Linked DNA regions of Mus musculus: regions 1, 3, 4, 5, 6 and 7 are each linked to region 2. The links are chromatin contacts, called in public HiCAR-type and promoter capture Hi-C maps. All regions are on one chromosome and are shown on one strand. The core of a region is the stretch at or near the end of the contact, and the rest is flanking DNA. Distances in the headings are between cores, read along the strand shown. Region 1 holds the start of Urb1 (URB1 ribosome biogenesis 1 homolog (S. cerevisiae)). Region 2 holds the start of Dop1b (DOP1 leucine zipper like protein B). Region 3 holds the start of Ifnar1 (interferon (alpha and beta) receptor 1). Region 4 holds the start of A930006K02Rik (RIKEN cDNA A930006K02 gene). Region 5 holds the start of Hmgn1 (high mobility group nucleosomal binding domain 1). Region 6 holds the start of Psmg1 (proteasome (prosome, macropain) assembly chaperone 1). Region 7 holds the start of Dnajc28 (DnaJ heat shock protein family (Hsp40) member C28).

Region 1 (3,459 bases), core at 889-3,388, 2.9 Mb after region 2:
TGAGGGTGATATCTACTGGATGTGGTCCAAATTTTGTTTCTACCAATGTATGAAAAGTGTGAGGCAAGCCCCTACCTCCGTGGGTGAGTTGCCCCAGACACTGAGTCCTCCCTACCATAACACATTGACAGTTTTTAAAACTTGTGGCCAAAGTAAATTCTTCTCCCATTTCTGCCAGGTTTTCAGTCACTGTCACAAGATAAGTAACGGCCACTGAGACAAATAACACAGGGCTTCTCGTGGCAGGCTAGCTCACTGTCGGCTGGTGAGCTTGGCATTGGGCAAAGTATCAAAGACCTGGCCTAGTTATTTAGAGGACTGCTCTGAGCCAGTCTCAAACATCCATCTGTAATTCTGAGTAATTACTTGCCATCGGGTATCCCTTTATCTAAGGCTAGGATGGACAGGGGCAGCTTCTATGTAATTGAGGCTAGGATCCTGAGTACCCTGGTAAGTTCCCTGGTCTCACTAATTCTTGTGGGTTTAAAAAATATTTTGTGAGCTGTGTGTGTGTGTGTGTGTGTGAGAGAGAGAGAGAGAGAGAGAGAGAGAGAGAGAGAGACTTGCCACAGCATGCATGTAGAGGCCACAAAGCAATTTGTGAGAGGAGGTCTCTCCTTTCACCGTGTGAGTTCTGGGGATTGAGCTGAGACCATCACCCTCCCAGCCACACCCCCACCCCCAATTATTTATAACTTCCACTAGTACAGAGAGATGATAATTTCCCCCAACATCACATAAGCTAAACTCAAGGCTTTAGACTGTTTCTTCCTTCTTCTTGCTGCCTTTTGTTTGGGTCCTGGTGAGTGTCAACATGGGCAATTGGTCACAAGTCGGTCTTCAGCCTCTTCTCTCAAAATTATTCATGGTTTTAGTCATCTTCATTTTTCTGACAGGCCCGGGACCTAGGGATTCCCACAGATGCAGTTGTTTCTGTAGGCTACAGGCTCAAAGTCAAAGGCAAGTGTTGTTGTTGTTGTTTGTTTGTTTGTTTTTCTCTTAGGGACTCTAAAATCATAGGAGTGACAGGGACCACATTCTTAGATGCTTAAAAGATACTTGCTTCCAAAAGTGTGCCTTATTAGACTAGAAGAATATGACAGAGAATTTCAGAAACCATCGATTTCCCAACTAACAGGCTAGTTTGGAATTTTAAATACATACCAAGATATTGATAAGATCTGTTTTTTTTAATTATGCAACTGACTGTTTTTACTTTCCCACATTTTTGCCAGAGCATTGAATGCAGCCTGTAAATCAACAGCTTACAACAAATAAAAACTGTATCGTACTCTCTGTCCCCTTAAAGCAGTTCTTTAAACATTACATTACTTGCCGTTCTCCAGCCCAGGACTGGGGAGAGCCGGCTTTGTTGTCTCCTTTTTAACGAGGGTGCTGAGATGCGGGCACTGTCCAAGGAGGTTTTCTTAAATGCTTGCTTTCTTTGATCGCCCCTGGCCTTCAGCACCACAGAAGGAGTGCATCAAGGTTTGGGGGAAGCAAGCGTGGATGGAGGTTACTTGAAATGACATCTAACCAGCCTAGGCCTTCTGGCTAGGGTTGTGACAAAAACTGGGGATTCAGGGTTACGGACACTCTGGACCACATTCCCAAGCTAGGGCTTTTCAGAGGTAAGTCCACCTGATGTCAAGCCCTCGGGAATTCACCCGGCTTACACTTACACGCAGGGGGCTTGAACTGAGGAAGTATCAATCTCATGAAGTTGTTCAAAGGATATCATTAAAATGCTCAGAGATTTTTAAATATCTGAGCTCTTTGTGCTGCTCTTTGTGGGTCTGGGAGTTCTTCCTGCTCAGGGAGTTGCGGGAGCAGGGGAAGCATTTTGATCCATCTGCCCCAGATTGTTGCAGCTAAGGGCGGGTATGTGATTTTTCTTTGCAGGCAGAGCACAGCCAGAGAACCCTTGGGGAAATCCCAGGCCCTACAGGCCCCACCCAAGCACCAAGCCACGCCCACACCACCCAGAGACACGCCCCAGAAGGCCCCGCCCCCAGGTGTTCTACCTTCTCCACGCCCCCTTCAGCAGGCCCCGCCCCTTCCGCCCTTTCTCACCCGAAGACCGGCTCTTTTACCGGCTTCCCCTCATAGGCTCCGCCTTTCCTTCCAGTCCCGCCCCTTCCTTGCCGCCGGTGCTTCCGGTCGCGTGGGTTTTCCGAGGGTGCCGTTTTGCTGGCCCGGTGGTTTGGGCCATGGGGGTCCCCAAGAGGAAGGCGTCAGAGGGTCCCAGCAGCGCGGCGTCCCCCGCTGGCACAGTCAAGCGAACGCGAGCGGAGGAGTTCACGGGCGTGCGGTTCAAGACCCTGCTGAAGGATGCGCAGGGCCCAGGACCGGGTGAGTGGGAGCGGACTCCTCAGCTTCGGGGCAGTAGCCGGCACAGCGGCGCCTCGGAGCCCGGCTCGGAGTTAGTCAAGAATAGTTCAGTGAGATAGCTTGCTTGGGCTGTCAGTAGCCGTTCCCATAGTAACCAACTGTCAACCCTGATAATGGCGGGATGTCACGTGTAACAAGTTCCATAAGGACCTACAACTAAATCGAGTGACTAGGATTGTCCGGACCGGTAACCGAGAGGGGCCAGATTCTGTAATTTAATTTCACTCGCTGCAGAGTGTGACACCACTTCACAACGACTTCTAATCGTGCAAGGAGTACATTGGTTGTGAGGAGAACCACAGTTGAACATGTTACCATGTTCAGACGTCAACGCGGTGGTAAAAACAAGACAGCGAAATATTTCTCTTAGGTTAACAAAACTACAAAGTTAATAAACTATCGCAGGGCTTGATGGTTCGTGCCTTTAATTCAGCACTTTAGAGGGAGGAAGAGGCAAGAGGATTTCTGTCAGTTGAAGGCCAGCCTTATCTTCTTAGAAAGTGCCAGACCAAGTACACCTTGACTTCCAACATTAGAAATATTTGAAGATTAAGGATAGAATTGGTGCCATCCTGACAGTGTCATGTTGGCAGAGCACTCCTGACTGCTGCTGCTGCTGCCAGTCCAAAGAAGAGTAAGCTGTCCGTCTCCCTGAACTGCCCTGGGCTAACTCAAGCCAGGGGACTCGGTAAACACTATATAGTGAGACCCTGACTCAAAAAGTATTCTCAGCTAATGTTTTTCTTACAATTTTTATTTTTAAACGTTTGGTGCCTCGCCTTGGTCGTTTGCTTAGAAGATGACACCTTTGCTAGCACAGAATTTAGCGCCCCACACACTTATTCGATATTTAATTGCAGTTGCTGTTTGTTAGGTAGAGATGTAATGGGCGAATAAAACCCTGGCACAGGTCTTGCCATTGCAAATCTGATAGTTTGGGAAAGCAGGTGACCAGCAAAGTCACATAGTCACGGGTCTTCCAGAAGGAGCCAGCTATCCATTGTGCCTAATGGGCCTGGGACCTTGATCTGTGAAATCAAAGAAGGCTTCCCCAAGGAAGCAGGTTTT
Region 2 (3,410 bases), core at 34-2,533:
ACAGGCAGCAGGTGCAGTTCTTTCTCTGTGAGGGCCCAATGCTGGCACAACTGCACAGGTAAGAAGCTCAGAGGTTATTCAAGCGAACCCCTTCAAAATACGGGCATGGGGAATTACAACACTACACAGTTTCTGTGTCAGCTCTACACTGATTTCACTTACGAAACACACTGGAGTCCCACAAGGGACATTACTGCCGAAAGATGGGGATATTAGGGATTAGTGGTAGGCATAGGATTCGGGCTCAGTTCTGTTATACAATGGCTAGGTCAACCTCTAAACAGCCCCTCTCACAAGCCATCTCCAACACCTATTTTTGTGAGATACAACCGCAGTTCAGTGGGCTGATAGCGCTATGGAGGCTACAAAAGATAATACGCAAAGCCCTATGCACACGTGCACCCGATACCTTTACCTTGAAACAGAAAGCATTCGTAGGAGTGCTCTCGCCTTACCCATTCCTAATTTCTAAGCTCAGGTGAAGACGCAAAAGCCATCTGCTGGATCCGGAAGTCGGTTGTAAACATGCTTACAAGGAAGGAGTATGATGAACACAGTAAAAGCCGACAATCAGCAGCCTTCCTATTTACTTGCTGATAATGTCCCTGCTTCTACAGCGCATCAACCCTCTTTACCAACTGGCCCAGTTTTGAATTCGGTCTTTTACACTGAGATCAAATAGCACTAGAGGGGGGAAAAAAAGCAAGACACCTGACACTTCACAGGAATAGCTTTTAAAGGTGGGGTGTCCTCAACAACCCTACACAGGCTTCCCGAGATGGGGACTGCTGTCACCGGGTGAGCACCTCCTCCGCGGCTTATCCGCCGGCGCAGGGGCAGGCTGGCTGGTGCACGCCGGCTGCTGGGACACCATTAGGGAACCTGGAAGCCCTGCCCAACAAAGGCTGAGCTTCCAGAACGGCCCTGGGCCGGCTAGGCTGACAGCGGTGGCCATTCGACCTCCACCTGCGGCCCGAGGCCCGCTCGCACGGACCCTGCCAGGCGCAGAAGGCCGGGTCTGAAGCCCACACCCACGCGCGGCCGTACCCGCACTGCAGCAGACGCGCCACCGCCCGAGCTCTACGCCTCTGCCGCTCCGGGCCCGCGGGGACCACACTTACCGGCGGCCGCGGACCTCGGCGGTGGGCGTGGGACGGAGCCCGTCGGCTGCGGGACAAGGCGGCTCTGCGCTTCGGCAGAGACCTCGAAGGCGGAGGTATCGCTGCGCCTCCGCCCAGCTGCCGCCACTCCCGGGAACTGGGCGGCTGGGGGCGGGGCCGGAAGGCGGGACCTCGGGGGGCGGGACCTGGAGGCAGGCCCTCGGCGTGGGGCGGGGTCCTTAGCGGTGACTGGGAGGGGCCATTGTAGGCGGGGTCATGACGTTGCGCGTGAACGGGGGCGGAGCCTTAACGGTATGGCGGCGCCTCTCTCCTCGTGGGCGGGACTCTAGGCGTGTGGGCGGGGCCTTGGTGGCGGGGTTGGTTTGGCCTCTGCGGCGTGGGGCCGCGCCCTGGTCAGTCACATAGGGCGGAGAGCGAAAGAGGAGACTTGGAGGCGGAGGGGTTGGGGGAGGGGTCTGGCAGAGTGGGTGGGGCCTCGGTGCTCAAGGCGGGGCTCTGGACGCGTGGAGCTGCCAGTGGACCGATGGTGGGTGGGGTCTCTGAGGGCGGGGTTTTTGGGGCTGGAGGCTGGTCTAAACTTGGGGGGCCAGTGGTGGGCGTGGCCTTGCGATGTAGTCGGGTAAGGTCTCACATAAACAGGCAGGTAAAACCCTGGGCTTGGGGGGTGGGTATGGGGAAGGGGGCTGAGTATGGGGAACCTTTGGGATAGCATTGAAAATGTAAATGAGGAAAATACCTAATAAAAAAAAAAAAAGAGAAAAAAAAAAAAACAACAACAACAAAAAAAAAAAACCCTGGGCTTTCCGGACTCTGGGAGCAGGGCCTTCCCAGTGTCGTGCACCCTTGGGCTTTGCGTCAGGACCACACCCACAATCTTCATCGTGGGGTGGAGGCAGGAAGAATCCCAGGTAACAGGAACAGAAGGCTTGGGGGTTCCGGGTTAAGGTGTCCATGCATCCTCGAAGAGTGATGGGGTCTGGGAGCTGGCAGGATTCACTCTGACATTGACCGTGTCTTGATGACGCCAGCAGCAGCGCTGCCAGATGAAACAGCGCCTTCTACCGACTAAGGTTATTTCAGTGATAGCCTATTCCATGAAAATTTTAGAAAGAGCTATCTAGTGCTGGCTAGTTTTATGCCAATTTGACACAATCTAGAGTCAGCTGAAAGGAGAGAACCTCGATGGAGAAAATACTTTCATAAGATCTGGCTATAAGCAGACAAAACCTTATTTTCTCAATTAGTGATTGATGGAGAGGGCCCAGCCCATTGTGGGTAAAGACATACCTGGGCTGGTGGTTCTGTGTTCTTTTTTTTTTTTTTTCTTATTTTTTTTATTACATATTTTCCTCAATTACATTTCCAATGCTATCCCAAAAGTCTCCCACACCCTCCCACACCCTCCCCTACCCACCCATTCCCATTTTTTGGCCCTGGCGTTCCCCTCTACTGGGGCATATAAAGTTTGCCTGTCCAGTGGGCCTCTCTTTCCAGTGATGGCCGACTAGGCCATCTTTTGATACATATGCAGCTAGAGTCAAGAACTATGGGGTACTGGTTAGTTCATAATGTTGCACCTACAGGGTTGCAGATCTCTTTAGCTCCTTGGATACTTTCTCTAGCTCCTCCATTGGGGGTCCTGTGATCCATCCAATAGTTGACTGTGAGCATCCACTTCTGTGTTTGGTTCTGTGTTCTATAAAAAAGCAAGCTGAGGGCTGGAGAGATGGCTCATCAGTTAAGAGCACTGATTGCTCTTCCAACGGTCCGGAATTCAAATCCCAGCAACCACATGGTGGCTCACAACCATCCGTAATGAGATCTGATGCCTTCTTCTGGGGTGTCTGAAGACAGCTACAGTGTACTTACATATAATAAATAAATCTTAAAAAAAAAAAAAGCAAGCTGAGCAAGCCAGTAAGCAGCACCTTCCATGGCCTCTGCATCAGCTTCTGGCTCCAGGTTCCTGCCCTGCTTGAGTTCCTGCCCTGACTCCTTCAAAGGTGAACCATGATATGGAAGAGTAAGCCAAACCCTTCCTCCCCAAGCTGCTTTTGGTTGTGGTGTTTCATCACAGCAATAGTAACTAAGACACCATCCAAATCTATTTAGTAATTGCTTATAAAGCTCAGTGAATATTTTTTCTGGGAAAAATAGATTATATCAGATTCCAAAATAGATATATCCAGGAAGGCAAGTAGGCTAATCGGGTAAAGGCACTTGCTGCTCAGAGTTTGATTCTTGGATAAGAAAACCAGCTTCTAAAAGCTGTCTTCTCACACACACACA
Region 3 (3,690 bases), core at 190-2,689, 2.2 Mb after region 2:
ATGCCTGCTTATCAAGGCAAGTTTTTTAAAGACTTTCTGTATGTGTATACGTGTTCTGCCTGCACATTTGTGTGTGCACCACATGTGCCCCATAGCCAAGGAAGTCAGAAAAGTGTATTCCAATCCCCTGGAACAAAGCAGGATTTAGGGAAGGTTGCAAGTCACCAACTGTGTGCTGGGAACCAATCCAGGTCCCTCTGCAAGAGCAATAAGTGCTCTTACCTGTGAGCCGCCTCTCCAGCCCGAACGAGGCTTTAACTTTAAAAAGTGTCCTTTAACGCTATGTCTGGCTCCACTGTTATCTCCTGTTTTGAAAACTTCTGCCTCAGACTATCATGTCATGTCGCCTGTCAAGCTTCTACTCCAGAGGGTTACAGAACTGCCTCTAGTTACATCCTATGTAAGAGGATGCATCTGAGATGTCTGAATTTCTTTCTTTTCAGCCACCAGGAGCTATCCATCAAGTCTCCCCACTCTGAGTTGTCAGTTTCTCAGTGCTGTCTATGCTAAGTGCACACTACCACTGAGCCACACTTCCAGTACCACCAACGGAGTCTTTGATGTCATCCCTAAACTGACTCTATCCTGTTATCCGTATCCTCTTAGCTTGATCTCCAGTCCAACTGTTGGGATTTACTGATTCTGTGCAGAAAGAGCAGCAAATGTGCTCATGAGATTAACAAAAGACCCAAGAGCATTTGTAGCAGTTACAGTATTCTGTTCATAATAGTCTTTTTCCGATTTACTGTATATGTGTGACCACTTTGCCTGCATGTACATCATGCACGTCTAGCCAGAAATGGGCCATCTTCGGGGTGAGACTTGGGGCAATCACTTACTTCCCAGATATACAGATTTCTAAGAGGAATCAGAACTTTCCTCCAGGAGTGAGGCTAGGTCGTCTTTTTTAGGTTCCTCACATCACTATGAAAACTCTTGTCTCTCCCCTTAGTGGGCATTCTCCCGATGTAACTAGCCCAGTGGTTTCCTGGTTTTGACTTCGGGCCGGTTAGGGGGCCTCTCACCTCACTCCTCTCAGCCCGGGACAAACCGCACTAGGCTGGGAGCGCATTTCTGCTGCTGTCTGGTCTCCCGCCCACCAGCAGCCCTGAGGCTCGGCCCGGGTAGCGTCCTCAGGCTGAAGAGCGGCGCAGGGGGCGGGCGTCGCGGACTCTGGTCACCCGCGCCCAGCTCTCCCTCCATGGTGCCCGGCCCTCGCACAGGCCCCTCGGCTCACCTGCAGCTGAGGGTAGCACCCAAGGCGCCCCGGCCACCAGCACCAGGGCCGCCGCGCCCACGACAGCGAGCATCGTCTTGGGAGGCCGGGCGGCGGCTCACATTCTCCTCCTTCTCCTCAGCAGCACCGCGGAGCTGGAGACTACCTCTGGGCAGCTAGGCCCTCCGCGACGCCCCGCCCCCTCCAGCGCCCCGCCCCTTCCGTGAACGCCCCCGCCCCTCCACCCAGCACAGCTTCTCCGCTGACGCCACGCTCTCTCCGCGAGCAAGCGGCTCGGAAAGTACCGGGCGCGGTCCAGTCAAGGCCTGGGGACTTTGAGGTCCCTGCCACGCTCCGCCCCCACTTCCGGAAAGACTGCCCAGCATTGTCCTTAGACTCCTGAGAGGAAAGCGGGGTGCAGTCAGTGCGCCTGCGCAGCCCCTCCTCCTTCCGGGCTCAGCTTCCTGTTTTTGTCCGGAGGGGGTTCGGAGGCGTTGCCCCGGGGGTTACTAGTCCACTGGCTCGAATCCTGGTGTGGGGATCCCTGGAGGCCGTGGATCAAATGACTCTGGGACCTGGAAGGCGCCGGCAACACTTTTATCTCAACTGCACAAGATCTTTATACTTGATTCCCTGATTTTGTGGGATGGTTTGCTGTTGTGACTCGCTCAATCTTTGGGTTTTGAATTATGCAGCGTTTGGATCTTTTGTCTAATAATGTGGTTTTAGGCTGGTTTTATGTGTATGAGTGTTTTGCATGCATGCATGCATGCATATATGTGCACCGTACATATATGCGTGCCTGGTACCCATGGAGGCCAGTAGAGCGCAGATACCCTGGTATTAAAGTTACTGATCTTCCGAGCTACCATGTTTGTACGCCAGTCCTCTGCACGTGCCCTTAAACCACTGAGCCCTCTCTCTACCCCCTTAACTCCGTCTCTGTCTGATTACTATCTTATAAAGAAACTTATTTGTTGGGCCGGGCGTGGTGGCGCACGCCTTTAATCCCAGCACTCGGGAGGCGGAGGCAGGCGGATTTCTGAGTTCGAGGCCAGCCTGGTCTACAAAGTGAGCTCCAGGACAGCCAGGCCTATACAGAGAAACCCTGTCACGAAAAACCAAAAAAAGAAAAAAAAAAAAAAAAAAGTAAGAAACTTATTTGTTATGCCGGGCGTGGTGGCACATGCCTTTAATCCCAGCACTTGGGAGGCAGAGGCAGGCGGTTTCTGAGTTCGAGGCCAGCCTGGACTAGAGAGTGAGTTCCAGGACAGCCAAGGCTCCACACACAAACCCTGTCTCAAAAAAAAAAAAAAGAGTTCCTCTCTGCTTCCTCACCATCATTCGTCAGATTTCTTGTCAGCCATTCTGACTAGGGTGGGGTAGAATGGCAAAGCAGTGTCAGTGTGCATTTTGCTGGTGGCTCAGGACATTAAGTTCTTTAAAGATAGTTACTGGGTGCATATTTCAGCGTTTGAAAACTGTGTTCGATTTATTGGGCCATTTGTTCCTGGTAGATTCATTTCCTTATTTTCTGAAGTTCTTTATGAATTTGAGATATCAGAGCCTTGTCTGAGGTATAGCTGGACAGGCTTTTTGCCCATCCTGTAGCCTGTGTGATGCACAGATAGTCTCCCTTGATGTTCAGCTCTGTAACTTCATGAATCTACTAATCCCATCTGTTGAGACTTGGGGTTAGTTACCATTCAGAAAGTTCTTGCCTCCCCAGTGTCATGAACAGTATTTCCAGTGTTTTTGGCTACAAGCTTCAGGTTTTAAAGTCTTTGATCCACTGGCTGTTGTATAAAGTGAAAGCCATAACCTCATTCTTCTGCAGGTGGATGTCCAGTTTTGCCAGCACCATTTGTTGAATCCCCATGGTTTTGCCTCTTTTCTCTAGAGGCGGGGGGACACGGTTTGCCAGCTTATTTCCAGGTCCTCTGACCTGTTCCATTGGCCTTCCTGTCTGTTTTTATGCCAGTATTAGACTGTCTTTCTCTCTATACCTCTACCGTATAATTTGAAGGTATGTTTTATGTTAGGACTGCTTTGATTATTAGTAAGTTGTTTGTGGTTCCATATGAAGCCATAAATTATTTCTATTGCATTGGAAATATAATAATAGAATTTGATAAATATCCATTAAATCTATAGACAATTTTGGTAGTACAGACGTTTTCACATATTCTGCCAATTTGAGAGCAGGACAGACCTTTTCATTGTTTAATATCTTCATTGATTTCCTTTTTCAGTGTCTTGAAATTTTCTTTTTTTTTTTTTAAAGATTTATTTATTTATTACATGTAAGTACACTGTAGCTGTCTTCAGACACACCAGAAGAGGGCGTCAGATCTCGTTACAGATGGTTGTGAGCCACCATGTGGTTGCTGGGACTTGAACTCTGGACCTTCGGAAGAGCAGTCGGGTGCTCTTACCCACTGAGCCATCTCACCAGCCCCTTGAAATTTTCAATG
Region 4 (3,650 bases), core at 404-2,903, 2.2 Mb after region 2:
TAGGGCACAAAACAACACCAACAGCCCAACAGTTGCTAAGCAACAACGCTCTCTCCTCTGGACTGACTCTGAAGGAAGGACATTCTTCTGCTAAGCCAGAAACTGGCTGTACAGTGTGAGTAGGCGACTTCGTCTTTCAGTGCTGCAGCTTCCACTCCTGTAAAATGGATAGTAGCTGAACAGAGAGCTAAAAGTTTAACTAGTTTACGCTTTTAATGACTGGTGTAATCGTTAACTGGCTGAAAGTTAAATGAGTTTACACACTTAATGACTGGTGTAATTGTTAACTGGCTGAAAGTTAACTTAGTTTATACACTTAATGACTGGCATAACTGTTAACTGGCTGAACGTTAAATTAGTTCATACACTCAATGACTGGTATAATCAAGATCCTATCAGACGCGCCACCTGGCCATCCACTTCAGCATCTTTAATGTAGTTCCAGGAGACAAGCTCACATCACCCAGCACAGGGTATGGTGCTCCTGAGCCGCTTTCCTCAATTACCTCAGTGTTGGATTGCAGGCGGGTGCCACCACATTTTGAGTCATTTTTGTTTTTAATTATGCGTGTGTGTGTGTGTGTGTGTGTGTGTGTGTGTAAGTATATATACGTGCAGAGGTCAGAAGATCAGATTTTCCTGGAGATGGAATTAAGAGGCTGTAGAGCACGGGTTCTCAGCCTGTGTGGGTCTCCATCCCTTTCACATGGGTTGCCTGTTATGATTCATAACAGTAGCAAAATTACAGTTATGAAGTAGCAGCAAAATAATTCTATGGTTGAGCCTCACCGCAGCACGAGGGACTGTATTAAAGGGCTGCAGCATTAGGAAGGCTGGGAAACACTGCCCTAGAGTTAGCCACGACGCCAACAGCAGTCCTCTGAAAGAGCAGCAGCACCAGTGAGCCGTCTCTTTAGCTCCTGAAAATTAATTTCTCAATGTACACCCTGCTCAATTGTTAATTTTACATGAACATAGACATAAAACTCTTTTCACCCTGAGCTGAACATAAAACTTTCCAAGAACAAAGGTTCCAAAGCAACCCCCTGGGCTGTGTCACGCTGCTAGCATGAATTCCACCGTGTGCCATCTTCAGGGTGAGACCTGGGGCATCACTTACCTCCCTGAGAGGAGTCGGAACTTATCTCCAGGAGTTCTGGCTGGGATGCCGGGCTGTCTTTTTTGGTTTTATTGTTGTTGTTTGTTTGTTTGTTTTCATCACTATGAAGAGATCTCTCTTGTCTCTCACCCTTAGAGCAGTCGCCATTCTCCCGATGTAATTAGCCCAGTGGTTCCCTGGCTTATTTGTTATTGTTTTGTTAGCCTGCTCGACTGTTAGGAGTGATACTCTCATCTCACTCCTCCGTTAACCCGGGACAAACCGCACTAGGGCTGGAAAGCACATTTCTGCTGCTCTCTGGTCTCCCACCCACCAGCCATCCCAGGCTCGGGCCCGGGTCAGAATCCCAGGCTGGAGCAGAGCCATTGGGCGGGCGTCGGGGTGAGAGCGCTGGACTCAAGCTACCTGCGCCCAGCAATTACTCCCCGTTGCTCGGCCTTCGCTCACCTAAGGCTACGGGCAGAACCCGAGGTGCCTGGGCCAGCAGCACCAGAGACGCCGAGCCTACGACAGCCCTACCTCTTACGTCTTCTGTCACTTCAAGTGACGCGCCAAAAAAAATCCTTGGCCCATTGCAGCCCTCCTAGCAACACCCTCCAGCCCGGGCTCTGCCCTTCGGGAACACCCCATCTATTTGCTCCGCCCCCGTCCCGCCCTCCGCTCAGGCCCCACCCCTCGATGAAAGCTCCGCCCCCTCTGCAAAGGCCCTGTAGTATGCAGTCACTGTCCTCTTAATTTCCGTTTCCTGACAGGTCATGACCCTCCCCACTTCCGGAAGCCCACCGTTAATTGTTCCAACAGCAGAGGCGAACTCAGTTTGCTGCTAGAGCGCCTGCTCAGAGTTCCTGCACTGAGCGCTTTCGTTTCTTGGTTTTGTGTGTGTGTGTGAGCTATGGCTCGTTCCTCAAGGGCTCTCTTGGAACCTAGTGTGGGAACCCACGGGTGCCGGGCACCCTCGGTGGTATCAGAGAGGCAGGTAATTTCCAGTGTGCGGAGAGGTGACATCCTAGGGGCTGGGGTGGTCTGAGATTATGGTTCCCTGACACCTATTCGTAAAGAGTTCGAGCCTGCGTTTGAGAAGGTTATTTACTTACATACCTCAAGACTACGCTATGGAAATAAAATTTAAAGATGATGGATGAGGACATCGGCAGCTTCTGGACAAGCATGCATGGGATCCTGGGTTCAATACCCCGTGGCAGCAAAAATGAAATAATTGAATCGGGCATGGTAACACATGTTTGTAACCTCAGCAGGTAGTTAGCAGGGTGCCCCCATTATATTGGGAGTGGAGAGCCAGCCTGGGCTGCCAGAGAATCAATCTCTCTCTCTCCCTCTCTCTCTTCAGATCTTCTTAGGGTTATTATTGCAGCTATGACAACTGTTGTTAAAACAAGACAAAGAGGCTCAAACCCAAGCTCCTTGAATGACAAAAACGAAAGAATCAACCCCCACGACTGTTTGACTCATGAAATGAACAAGTCCTAAAGATCTGTGGATCCAACAGTTTTTGGTCGTGGCTACTAAGTCATTGGGAAGAACCTTACCAGTGACACATACTTAAGGTTGTTAAAGTTTCTATTTCCCACTGTCCAAGAGTTCTTGCAAACTCGTTGGAACAGTGTTTCTCAACTTTTGGCTGGAGATCCTTATTCAAAGGTTACCTAAGACCATCTGAAAAGAGGTATTTACATTACAATTTATAAGTGTAGCAAAATTGCAGTTATGGAGTAGCAATGAAAGTTTTATGGTTGGGGGGTCACCACAACATGAAGAGCTGTATTTAAGGGTCACAGCATCAGGAAGGTTGAGAACCTCTGAGTTAGAACAACTGATACAGGGATCTATAGCTAAACAATATGAAGAGAGTGAGACTTTAGAGCTTAAGGTCTTAAATGTGATGTCTCCACCAAATCCCTCCCCACCAAGGCACAAGAGTCTAGGCCAAAAAGGAGGCAGAAAGATACAAGCGTCAGAGGTGACAGAGGACTGAAGGAGGTAGTGTTTTCCAGATAGAGCAGGACTGATAGACAAGTGAACTCAGAGACTGTGGCAGCACACACAAGGCCTGCACACTGTCAGCCACAGGGTATCCTGACACCGAGAGCAGGATGTGGACAATAAATAAAGGAAAAAAAGAAGGGGTCCAGCTTCTTCTTCTTCCTCTTCTTCTTCTTCTTCTTCTTCTTCTTCTTCTTCTTCTTCTTCTTCTTCTTCTTCTTCTTCTTCTCCTTCTCCTTCTCCTTCTCCTTCTCCTTCTCCTTCTCCTTCTCCTTCTCCTTCCCCTTTCCCTCCTCCTCCTTCTTTCTTCTTTCTTCTTCTTTCTCCTCCTCCTCCTTCTTTCTTCTTTCTTCTTTCTTCTTCTTTCTCCTCCTCCTTCTTTCTTCTTCTTTCTCCTCCTCCTCCTCCTTCCTCTTCTTCTCTTCTTCTTCTTTACTTCTTCTGGTTTTTCAAGATAGGGTTTCTCTGTGTAGCCCTGGATGTCCTAGAACTCACTCTGTAGACCAGGCTGACCTCAAACTCAGAAATG
Region 5 (3,207 bases), core at 592-3,091, 2.4 Mb before region 2:
GGTTCTTTGAGATAATGCTGAGACCATGCATCCTTAACTGCTTAGCCAATATCAAACAGAGAATAAATTCCTGGTCCTTAGCAAAACAGTGCAGAGCTTCCTCCATCTTACATGTGAGTGTGACAGGGCAGGACAGGACAGGGGTTCCTCCATCTTACATGTGAGTGTGACAGGGCAGGACAGGGCAGGGGTTCCTCCATCTTACATGTGAGTGTGACAGGGCAGGGGTTCCTCCATCTTACATGTGAGTGTGACAGGGCAGGACAGGGCAGAGCTTCTTTCATCTGTAGTCTTGCTCAGGCCATGTCAGGTTTAACTAGAATTTGATCTCCTTGATGGAGAATCCTGTAGAAAACTGCCCAACTCTATTCCAGGACCAGAGGCCAAGACGCCCCCAGCTAACTTACCTTAGCTGCTCTTTAACTGCTTGCTTCTGCAAACCTCCCCTGCAGCTACAGAGGGAGACAACAGGATATAACTTTTGCTTCTAAAAGCCCCTTGGTCTAAATGCTCCAGGCTACACTTAAACCCTGAATACCTGAGAATAGCCGCTGGAATAGACTTTGTCATTTGAGACATTTTCTCTATGTGGCCCTGGCTATCCTGGGAAAGAAAGACTTCCAATTGGCTATAAACTGTGTCTGAGTGGTCATCTCTGGTGGGCTTCCCGGAAGGGCAAACTTTATTTTTAAGAGGGTAAAATCAGGAGATTAAAACACCAAAGGACAGGAAGTGCATTTGGTTTTAACTCCAGTGGTGTCAATGTCTTTCCCCCACTAGTTGGGGTAGGACCTCACAGTCTTAATTCAGTCTGGCATGCATGAAAAGATGGGACCACAGATGAAGGGAACGGGGTCGCGGCTCAAACGACAAAGAGTCACTGCTGCAAGCCATCTAATCCCAGGAACACAGCAGTGGGCCTTTGGGGAAACAAGGGTTTACTGGGTAGGGGGATTAAAACGTTTGTGTAAAAATCTTAAACGGTGCAAGAGATAAAGATTCGAATTCCCTGTCCTAAATACAAGTTTTATGGTAGGCAAAGACATATATGATAATTCTTACAATTGAGCAGCAGTAATACGGCTGCGGGTGGGACTCTTGTACCCAGCCCGCTATCTGCATTCTTGAGGTATACTCAATATTAACTGCCTTCCATAAACAAAAGGTGCAATCTGGAAGTCGGAGCTAGACCCGACGCCGCTGCGCGAAGGACTGGGTCTGTAAAGGGCCGATGTGATTCCTGCACACAGTTGAACACAGGACGGAGGGGTCCATGCAGTGGGGAGGGCAAGAGCCCGAGACAGCTGCAAGACCTAAAACAGACATAGTTACCTAAAAATAGGCTAGTAAAGGCGCGTAGGACAGCCTGAGTCTGCGCGACCGGCCCGCGCGCGCCTGCGCACTGCTGGCTGCGCCTGTGCCCTCCCGGGCGAATGGCAAATCACGCCTAGGCACTGCTGAACCCGAGGGGTCCGCGGGTGGACTCCGCGGGCGGGCGCCTGGGGTCCGGAGCATTGTGGGAAAGCGATGCTGAGGCCACGTGACACGCCCCCACTTATCAGCGCGCAGGCCGCACTTTTGCTGTCGGCTTCAAACAAACTACCTAGCGGGGTCGGGCGACTCCGGCCCGCCCCTCGGCCGGGGTCGCGCCCGCAGGGGTGGGGGGCCAGGGGGCGGGGCGATGCGGCGGAGTGACAGCTCGCCGTGCCTATTCGGGAGCAAGGGCTGGGGCGCTGGCGCGCGCGGTGGGCCTAGACAGCCAATGGAGGCTGGGGGCGGCCCGGCTGGCGGGGAGGCGCGGGGGGAGAGGGGGCGGGCTCCAATCCGGTTCCATCCGGTTCTCCCACCGCCCCCGCGACGGGTCGCAGCAGTTCGTGTGGTGGTGGCGGCGGCGGCTTGGCAGTGCGGCTCCTCGGTGACAGATCCGACGACGCACGCGTCTCCCACCCCGCGCCGCCACGATGCCCAAGAGGAAGGTGAGTGCGGCGGGGCCGCGGCGCCCGCAGGGTTCGGGTCTGAGGGGCTCTGGAATCTTCGCGGGGTGCGGGCGGCTGGGCGTGACGTCACGCGGCCGCATTGTTCTCCGCTGTGCTTTCTCCTGCAGGTTAGCGCGGATGGAGCCGCCAAGGCGGAGGTGAGTGCGGGCCTCGGGTGGGCCGGGCGGATCGGGGCGGGCGGTGGGGTGCCGCTCACATGCGCTGCTCACCCCGTCTTTCTCTCCGCAGCCCAAGCGCCGCTCCGCGAGGCTGTCGGCCGTAAGTACCGCGCTCGGTCCGGGCCGGGACGGGAGCGAGCGGGCCGGGCCCAGCTCGCCCGCTCAGCGCCTCACACCCCCTTCTTTTATTAATTTATCTCTTGCCAGAAGCCCGCCCCTGCCAAGGTGGACGCGAAGCCGAAAAAGGCCGCGGGAAAGGTAGGTTTCGAAAAGGTGTCCAGGCAGGCCGCTTAGTTGAGGTTGTTCTAAGTGTTGGGGAGGTTTCTGGAAGGTGGGTGGGGGCGGCATGTAGTCCGTTCGCTCATCCGCAGCGACATGGCCTTTGCAGACGACCTGAGTTCAGTTCCCAGCACCCACAGGACAGCTCAGAAACATCCGTCCCTCCAGTTCCCAGAGGATCCGTGCCCTTTTCTGATTCCCAGCAGCAGGTACACGGTGCACATACGTACATGCAAAACACAAAAACTCAAGAGCCTGTATGAGCCGAAGATGACTCACTGGTTAAGAATGCACAATGCTCTTACAGAGGGACCTGAGTCTCTTGAGTGACAGCTCCAAGGGATAAGAGGATCTGATAACCTCTTCTGGCTTCTGCAGACACAGCCCGAGCATGCACAGACGCATAAGTATGCACGTTGTTTAAAAGTAAAGTTTCCCCGCCCAGGACGTTTTATGGAGCAGAGTAAAAATGGAGGAACTGTTTTCCCCATAGTTAGTTGGCGTTTTACCTTAAATGTTTGTGTGTATTTTGCCTGTGTGTGTGGGTAGGTGCATTTTGGAGGCCAAAAGAGGACTTAGAGTTAATAGTTTGGAGCTGCCAAGTGAGTGCTGGGAATTGAACCTGGATCCTCTGGGAGAGCAGCTGAGTACTTAACTTAGCCAGGGAACCGTCTATCTCTCAAGTCATAGTTTGTGATCTTTTCAAATACAGCTTCAAGGAATGGTGGTAATGTGGACTAGACTTTCTTGGGCTAGAGCAGGGCAGCAATCCT
Region 6 (3,203 bases), core at 540-3,039, 2.3 Mb before region 2:
GCTATTTGTTGACATTAAGGTCACCAGATGTGACCTGTGAATGTACTGTCAAGTCTTTTTATCATGTTACTGGAGAAACTTGTCTTCAACAGTTTGTTTTTCCAATTAAAAATAGCTGTGACTATTAGGCATAACTTGCATGTATAAATCAAAAAAACAATGGAACCTAGGGGTGTGTATTTTTCATTAACAGTAATGCACATTTTTTTCAGTTATATGTATGGCCAAAGTGTCCAGATTACTTGAGAAACTTGTTTGTGGTTGCATGCCTGCTTAAAACAAAAACACAACTCAGAATTCTAACATAGTGTGTGTCTTTTTGTAACTCACTCTGAAATCTTCAGCATCTTGCTACAAGCACAGGAAGAGTTCCCTTCCTCCTCTTTGGTGCATGGGTTTGGTTTATTTATTTATTTATTTTGAGCTTTAATGAAAAATTTAAATGTCCAATCCCAAATGTCATAGAATTACTTATTGAGCAATTATATCCTCAAGAAATGCCATGAAATGAAAATATATCAGTCTAATGAAGACCTGTGAATTTTGGCAGTGTGAATTGAAGATCTGAAGTTACATCTTGCTGTCTGATCCTGTCCAGCCTTTTATAATGGAATCCCTTTCTGGCCTTTAATTGGAACATATTTTTATTTACCCTTTAAAGTGTTTGGTCTCTTTATTGTGACTGAATGGAGTAACACTGTAGTAAAATCCCTCCTGCAAATGTGTGCCGACAAGCCACCACTTCCCTATGATTTACCAACACGCTTCAGATTTCTGTTGGTGCTTTTTTCATGTGTGAGTGAGAAATCAAATCGAGTATCTTTATCAGCAAAGTATCCGCTTAAGAAACCAGCAAAGAGACAGCCAGGGACATCTGCTCTTCAGCTCGCTTCTACTAACCCTGGAATCTGAGTCTTAAAGACACCACACTGAGAATCTTGTGTGTGTGCTATAGTTACACACAAAGTGTTCTAGTTGGTATACATCTGCTTTTTATTTATTTCTTTGGTTTTTCTAGACAGGGTTTCTCTGTGTAGCCAAAGGATGTCCTGGAGCTCCCTCTGTAGACCATGATGGCCTTGAACTCAGAAATCCATCTGCCTCTGCCTCCCGGGTGCTGGGATTAAAGGTGTGTGTCACCACTGCCCGGCATTCATCTGCTTTTTATTAACCAGTGAGTATGTATGTTAAGATTGATATGCTTTTTCCTCCCAGTAGACTTGAAGCATCGTTTTTCTACATTGTGAGAGATTTTTAAACAACTTTCCAAGAGTTTTGATTTTTAAAGGACCCTCTGATCCCCAAACATTTTACCCTGGGCAATGCAGTCTCCATTTCCTCACAAGCAAATCTAGAATGTGTTTTTATTTCCCACTGAGGTGCCAGTTACCCTTTTTCTCGTGGGAGCAGCATTCGGTGGAGCTCTTTGTCTTCCAGCACACAAACCAGAAACACACATTCTTCCTGTCATTAAAGTAGAAAACACGGTCTATGAGTTACATATGGCCAGGTTTTAAAAAGCCTAGCCTTGCAGCCTCACTCATGTTCTCTGAATCCGCTTGCAGTCATCAACCCTGGAGCTGTCTGTGCTTCACCCGCAGCTCTGGGTTTCCTCCACGGGTGGGTCCTTGCAGGAGGGTCGCCGGGTGTGGAGCGGGCGCTGCGTGCCCCGGTTAACAGGATGACGGAAGCGCGCCGCGGGACATTTCTCGCGGCGGACCGGAAGCTCTTAGGTTCTCCCCCCTCCCCCCACGGAAGGCGTATCCTCGCTCGGAGGCGGGGTGGGGGCGTGGCTTGGAGGGGGCGTGACTGCGGGCCGGCGCGCATGCGCTGTCTGGCCGCGCGGAGCTGAGGGACCATGGCTGCCACGTTCTTTGGCGAGGTGGTGAAGGCGCCGTGCAGAGCTGGGACTGAGGAGGAAGAAGAGGAGGAGGAGCAGAGCAGGCGGGACACGCCGGAGGACCGGGAGGTCCGGCGGCAGCTGGCGCGGAAGAGGTCAGGCTCCCGGAAGGCTGCGAGCGTCAGGCGGTGTCGGCCTGCAGGGTGCCCTGCGTTCACGCTGGGACGTCGGCAGCCCAGCGATGCTCGCCCTCCACCGTGCACTTTAGGTCACGCCGCATGTCGGCCGTATTTCTTTCAAAACTACTTTCAGACACAGAAGTCAGGTCACGCCAGCCCCTTCCTTGGTCAAGGTTTTACCACATTCATTTCCTCTCCCACCACCCCTACGAGTTTCCGATTAGGACTCCCCACACGTCTTCCTAAGCATGCTGTCTCAATTATTTGTACTCTAGAGCAAACCCACACATAAAATATGCACATAATTAAACTTTGTTGATTCTCCTATTTTTTCAGTACCTCCATTCTGAGCTTTTAGGCGGGTTCTCGGATCAGAACTTGGGTCGTCATGTTTGTGTTGGCAACTTAGCACCTTCCCTACCCCACGTTTGCTAATAACACGTTTTCAGTATCATACCAGTCCACAGTCAAATTCACCTAGATTTTTAAAATACACTTCCCGGTGATTGTGTCAACGACAGACACTTTTGGCAGTTCGTTTCATTTGACAGCTCCCTCTCACTTCTCACACTCTTCCCGAGAGCCCTGATTTGTCTGATGGTCAGTCTTAGCTTACTTTTGCCACAGCTAAATGCTTGAACGTTTGTTTGAAGTCTTGGTCACATTCAGCATTTTGCGGGCTGGAGTGTTGGAGATGCTTTTAGTGTCTTTTTACATTGTGTCTGGCTTGTGGGTGCTGGCATTGTGTGTGTCAGGCTAGTATGAAGTTTGTTAGTAGTTTTACTCATAAAAAGAAAGTGTTTTATCCATTTGCAAGGGCACCAAGGACACTGATTATTTTATCTAACACCATCTATCCATCCAACTATCCACTCATCTCTGTCTTCTATCACCTACCTATTTATCCATCCATGTATATGTAAATATAGCACCTTTCTACTACCCATATAAATATCTATAAGTAACATGTCTACCATCGATCTCATCTGTCTTCCATCTATTTATACATCCAGCTCTATATAGCACCTATCACTTAATCTCTTAATCTGACTGTCATTCTGCCCATCACCATCTCTTACAGTGAACTGGTGGTCACAGTCATATTTGTTCACTTTTGTCTCTTGCTGTTAGGGAGGTTCGGCTTCTCCGAAGACAGACAGAAACATCTCTGGAGGCTGTGCTCC
Region 7 (3,405 bases), core at 797-3,296, 2.1 Mb after region 2:
ATAGGAGGCAGGCGGATCTCTGTGAGTTTGAGGCCAGCCTGGTCTACAGATAGAGTTCCAGGACAGCCAGGGCTAGGACTACACAGAGAAACCCTGTCTCAAAAACTGTCTGCAGTGTTACACTGCCGCCCTGCATGGTCGAAGGGACGGTTGGCAGGTGGGAAGGAAATCCCATGGGTTAGGGAAGCCACTTACATAGAAACCAGCTACTAGAAGTCTCGGTGACCCCATGACCTGGAGATTAGAATGTTCAGTTTGACCTCGGTACTCAAGATTAACAACAGAGGACATTAATGCTCTAGCTCTTTATTTCAAGCTAATCTTCCACCCGTTTTTTAAGTACCAGCCTTGCCCTACAGTAGCTGATACCAGGTCTCCAGAGGAGAATCCATGTGTCTGGTTGCCTGAAATCAAAATACGCCTTAAAATAGCAGAGGTGATAATAGAAGGCGGAGGAGTCGGCAGGGCATGCTGCCACACCCCTTCCCAGGGGAAGAGGAAACCATGTCTCCGTTCTCCCTGGGTCCCAAACCCAGGGCCATTCTGCCAAAGCTCACTCTGGGCAGACATCACTAGGCTTCCTTACAGAGCTTAGCCAGCCTCCTGAATTGCCTTCCCTGGCCTATATACCCAAGCCCCTCCGCCAGCCACTGGCAGTTAAGGCAGATTTGCATACAACAGGTGGGAGCAGTGGACCCAGATGAAGGTTGTGCTGAGTCAGCAAGCCCGGGCGATGGGCTAACACTTTTCAGGCAGCACAGCCAAACTCCCACAATGCTTGGCTCTCATGATGGTCACAACAGAATACTATTTAGACACATTGAGTGTGAGCGGCTACTATATACACATTAGTTATTCAAGATTGAGATAGCCCAACCTGTAAAGACTCTACCTTCATTCAAGCTTGACCACCAGGATCCACACGACAGAAGCAGACAACCAACTCCACCAGTAGAGACCACAGCATACAAAACACGAAACTACACATACAAAACATAACCGGTGTAATAAGATTTTCAAAGCCAGATGTGGCACGCACCTTTCATCTCAGCGCTTGGGAGGCAGAGGCAAGTGGGTTCAAGGCCAGCCTGGTCTACAGAGTTTCAGACTAGACTGGCCTCAAACTCACAGAGATCCACCTGACTCTGCCTTTATATGCTGGGATTAAAAGTGTGCCGCTAATTTTTTTAAAACTGTATCTTTAGGATGGAGTGCGGTGACATGTCTTTAACCATTCAAGAGACAAGAGGCAGGGAATCCCAGCACTTGGGAGGCAGAAGCAGGTGGATTTCTGAGTTCAAGGCCAGCCTGGTCTACAGAGTGAGTTCCAGGACAGCCAGGGCTACACAGAGAAACCCTGTCTCAAAAAAACCAAATAATAATAATTAATAAAAATAAAATAATAAAGAATAAAATAAAACCAAAGACACATTTTTCCCTTCTTTTCCAACCCCTGGCTATGTGCGGTGCTCAATGGGGTGAGGTATCGTACAATACGCAGAGCCCTGACAGAACTTGCCTTGCATGCATAAGCCCTTGGTTTTATATCCCCAACATTCCATAAACAAGTAGCAATTTTACTGTGTAATCCCAGCACCTGGAAAACGGAAGCATGGAGGATGTGCAACCCAAAATCCCTCTTTACTACATAGCGAGTGTGAGGCCAGCCTGGGCTAAGGGAGACAGTGTCAAAAAACAAGAGCCATCCACCCAAACAAACTTGGCTGGGCCAGGCAGTGGTGGCGCACACCTTTAATCCAAACTTGGTTGAAGGAAAGACCATCTTTCTAGGCTTAAAGAAGCCTACTGACGGTGCAGGTGTCCCATAGAGGCAAACGGCCTAATCTTCCTCCATTTAAAACAATTTACTGAGGTCAGTGCTCTTCAAATTACATACACGTTGGGGTCACAAATCTATCACAAGCCATAACTCCTCTCCAGGCCCTAATGCCTCTACTCTGCACCTGCCGGAGAACTACATTTCCCACAATCCAAATCGGCCGAACCCTGCCCTCGAAAGCGGGTAGAGGCGGGGCCTATCGCCCCCGGCACAACAACAAGCGTCCAGGGGAGTCTGTCCTCTGTTCCGTGGGGGATGGTTTTATAAGAAAGAGATCGCTGTCCCTGGTGAGGGAAACTACCTGTCGTAGTAAGGTATGAAGAAAGGCTCTGCAGTGTAGCGCGGCAGAGGGTCCAGTAGCCGAGACAGGGACGGAGCGGGCCACGCGTGCTGCGCAAAGGCGCAGCTTGAGCTTCGAGCCGCTGAACCCCCATCACGTCTGTGAAGGTGAGTAGGGGGTGCAGCGGACCGACACTCTTCTGAGGCACCCCTCACCACGGTGAGCATAACCACCGGCATCCCAGACAACTCTAAAATCCACTGACCCCTATATTGTGACATCGGGCTACCATGACTTCTAAAACGCACCTTACATTCAAAGGATCAGTAATCCTCCAGTAAGTACTCCGTTGCCTTTCGTCAGTGTTCAGTATCTTTTTCCACAGGACCATGCGTTTTTAAATACAGCAAAAGCTCTCTCACCCTTTATCGCCCTTCCTTGCCCTGGCACCTAGCAAATAGCGAGGTGCAGACCTTAAAGTCGCTTGCATTCTTGATTCTCAGTCCCATCTGGTGTCCCACTGAGTACCGGTCTGTATGTTCCCTGTTTGATATGCAGCAAGTTAGATACTTGGAAATGGTGACGACCATTCTACACTGTATGCAAAACAAAACAACAACACAAATTGTGCTCAGGGAAATGTGTAATTTGCTGAGTATAGCTAAGCCAAGTGTGGGGCTTGGATGCTCTCCTTTAGTCCCAGCACTCAGGAGACAGAGGCAGGCTGACCTCTGTGAGTTCAAGTCCAGCCTGGTCTACATAATGAGTCCCAGGACAGCCAGGGCTATGTAGAGAGACCCTATCTCAAAAACAAACAAGCAAAAAGCAGTTAAGCTTTACTGTGCCCCAAACCTAACCATTTGCAGTACCTGGTAATGTAAGTTCTTTGGTTAACCTTAAGAGTTGCTTAACCTTCTGGACCCGTTTTCTTATAAAATGAGAAAATTAGGTTAGATGAGTTTTAACAACTTTCTAGATCTAAAATTCTGTGCATTGGATCCGGGCGGAGGTATGCATGTCTTTAATCCCAGAACATGGAAGGCAGGGGCAGGTGGATCTCTCTATGTTTGAAGCCAGCCTGGTCTCCAAAGTGAGTCCAGAACAACCAGAGCTACACAGAGAGAAACCCTGTCTTCAAGCAGTAGACTTCAGTTCCTGTCACACTATGTGATAGCCAAACATCACTGTCATTTTCTAGCTGCACCAAGAAAAGTCATAGATACTTATATATTCTTGTTTAGCAACATTGTTACAAAGAACTGACTTTCTTTTTTATATACATATG

What was found. Promoter capture Hi-C pulls out the DNA fragments that hold promoters and counts their contacts. HiCAR-type assays count read pairs that join an accessible place to other places. Capture Hi-C pulls out chosen DNA fragments and counts their contacts.
Region 1: a promoter capture Hi-C map of liver shows a contact between it and region 2, with 4 times the contacts expected there. The contact joins the promoter of Urb1 here to the promoter of Dop1b in region 2. A contact is called at or near these places in 1 of 39 promoter capture datasets (liver) and 2 of 9 other capture datasets (adipose tissue and liver).
Region 3: a HiCAR-type map of embryonic stem cells shows a contact between it and region 2, with 5 times the contacts expected there. The contact joins the promoter of Ifnar1 here to the promoter of Dop1b in region 2. A contact is called at or near these places in 1 of 39 promoter capture datasets (liver) and 1 of 115 datasets of contacts at active chromatin or transcription factors (embryonic stem cells).
Region 4: a HiCAR-type map of astrocytes shows a contact between it and region 2, with 4 times the contacts expected there. The contact joins the promoter of A930006K02Rik here to the promoter of Dop1b in region 2. A contact is called at or near these places in 1 of 39 promoter capture datasets (embryonic stem cells) and 1 of 115 datasets of contacts at active chromatin or transcription factors (astrocytes).
Region 5: a promoter capture Hi-C map of pre-B cells shows a contact between it and region 2, with 3 times the contacts expected there. The contact joins the promoter of Hmgn1 here to the promoter of Dop1b in region 2. A contact is called at or near these places in 1 of 39 promoter capture datasets (pre-B cells) and 1 of 115 datasets of contacts at active chromatin or transcription factors (astrocytes).
Region 6: a promoter capture Hi-C map of liver shows a contact between it and region 2, with 2.3 times the contacts expected there. The contact joins the promoter of Psmg1 here to the promoter of Dop1b in region 2. A contact is called at or near these places in 2 of 39 promoter capture datasets (erythroid cells and liver) and 1 of 115 datasets of contacts at active chromatin or transcription factors (astrocytes).
Region 7: a promoter capture Hi-C map of liver shows a contact between it and region 2, with 6 times the contacts expected there. The contact joins the promoter of Dnajc28 here to the promoter of Dop1b in region 2. A contact is called at or near these places in 3 of 39 promoter capture datasets (liver, neutrophils and pre-B cells) and 1 of 9 other capture datasets (macrophages).

Annotation. Positions count from the first base shown.
Region 1 is chr16:90,809,092-90,812,550 of GRCm38.p6, reverse strand. It overlaps Urb1 (URB1 ribosome biogenesis 1 homolog (S. cerevisiae)), which reads left to right and starts at 2,138. Exons shown (of 39, transcript NM_029497.1): 1 at 2,138-2,352. The coding sequence starts at 2,211.
Region 2 is chr16:93,709,780-93,713,189 of GRCm38.p6, reverse strand. It overlaps Dop1b (DOP1 leucine zipper like protein B), which reads right to left and starts at 1,283. Exons shown (of 37, transcript NM_027293.1): 1 at 1,122-1,283.
Region 3 is chr16:91,482,964-91,486,653 of GRCm38.p6, reverse strand. Ifnar1 (interferon (alpha and beta) receptor 1) reads right to left here and starts at 1,439. Exons shown (of 11, transcript NM_010508.2): 1 at 1,238-1,439. The coding sequence starts at 1,310.
Region 4 is chr16:91,463,107-91,466,756 of GRCm38.p6, reverse strand. It overlaps A930006K02Rik (RIKEN cDNA A930006K02 gene), which reads right to left and starts at 1,653. Exons shown (of 2, transcript NR_077219.1): 1 at 1,121-1,653.
Region 5 is chr16:96,126,359-96,129,565 of GRCm38.p6, reverse strand. Hmgn1 (high mobility group nucleosomal binding domain 1) reads left to right here and starts at 1,841. Exons shown (of 6, transcript NM_008251.3): 1 at 1,841-1,976; 2 at 2,105-2,134; 3 at 2,226-2,255; 4 at 2,363-2,413. The coding sequence starts at 1,962.
Region 6 is chr16:95,989,546-95,992,748 of GRCm38.p6, reverse strand. It overlaps Psmg1 (proteasome (prosome, macropain) assembly chaperone 1), which reads left to right and starts at 1,789. Exons shown (of 7, transcript NM_019537.3): 1 at 1,789-1,995; 2 at 3,151-3,203. The coding sequence starts at 1,859. Brwd1 (bromodomain and WD repeat domain containing 1) reads left to right here. Exons shown (of 42, transcript NM_145125.3): 42 at 1-657.
Region 7 is chr16:91,617,640-91,621,044 of GRCm38.p6, reverse strand. Dnajc28 (DnaJ heat shock protein family (Hsp40) member C28) reads left to right here and starts at 2,046. Exons shown (of 2, transcript NM_138664.2): 1 at 2,046-2,287.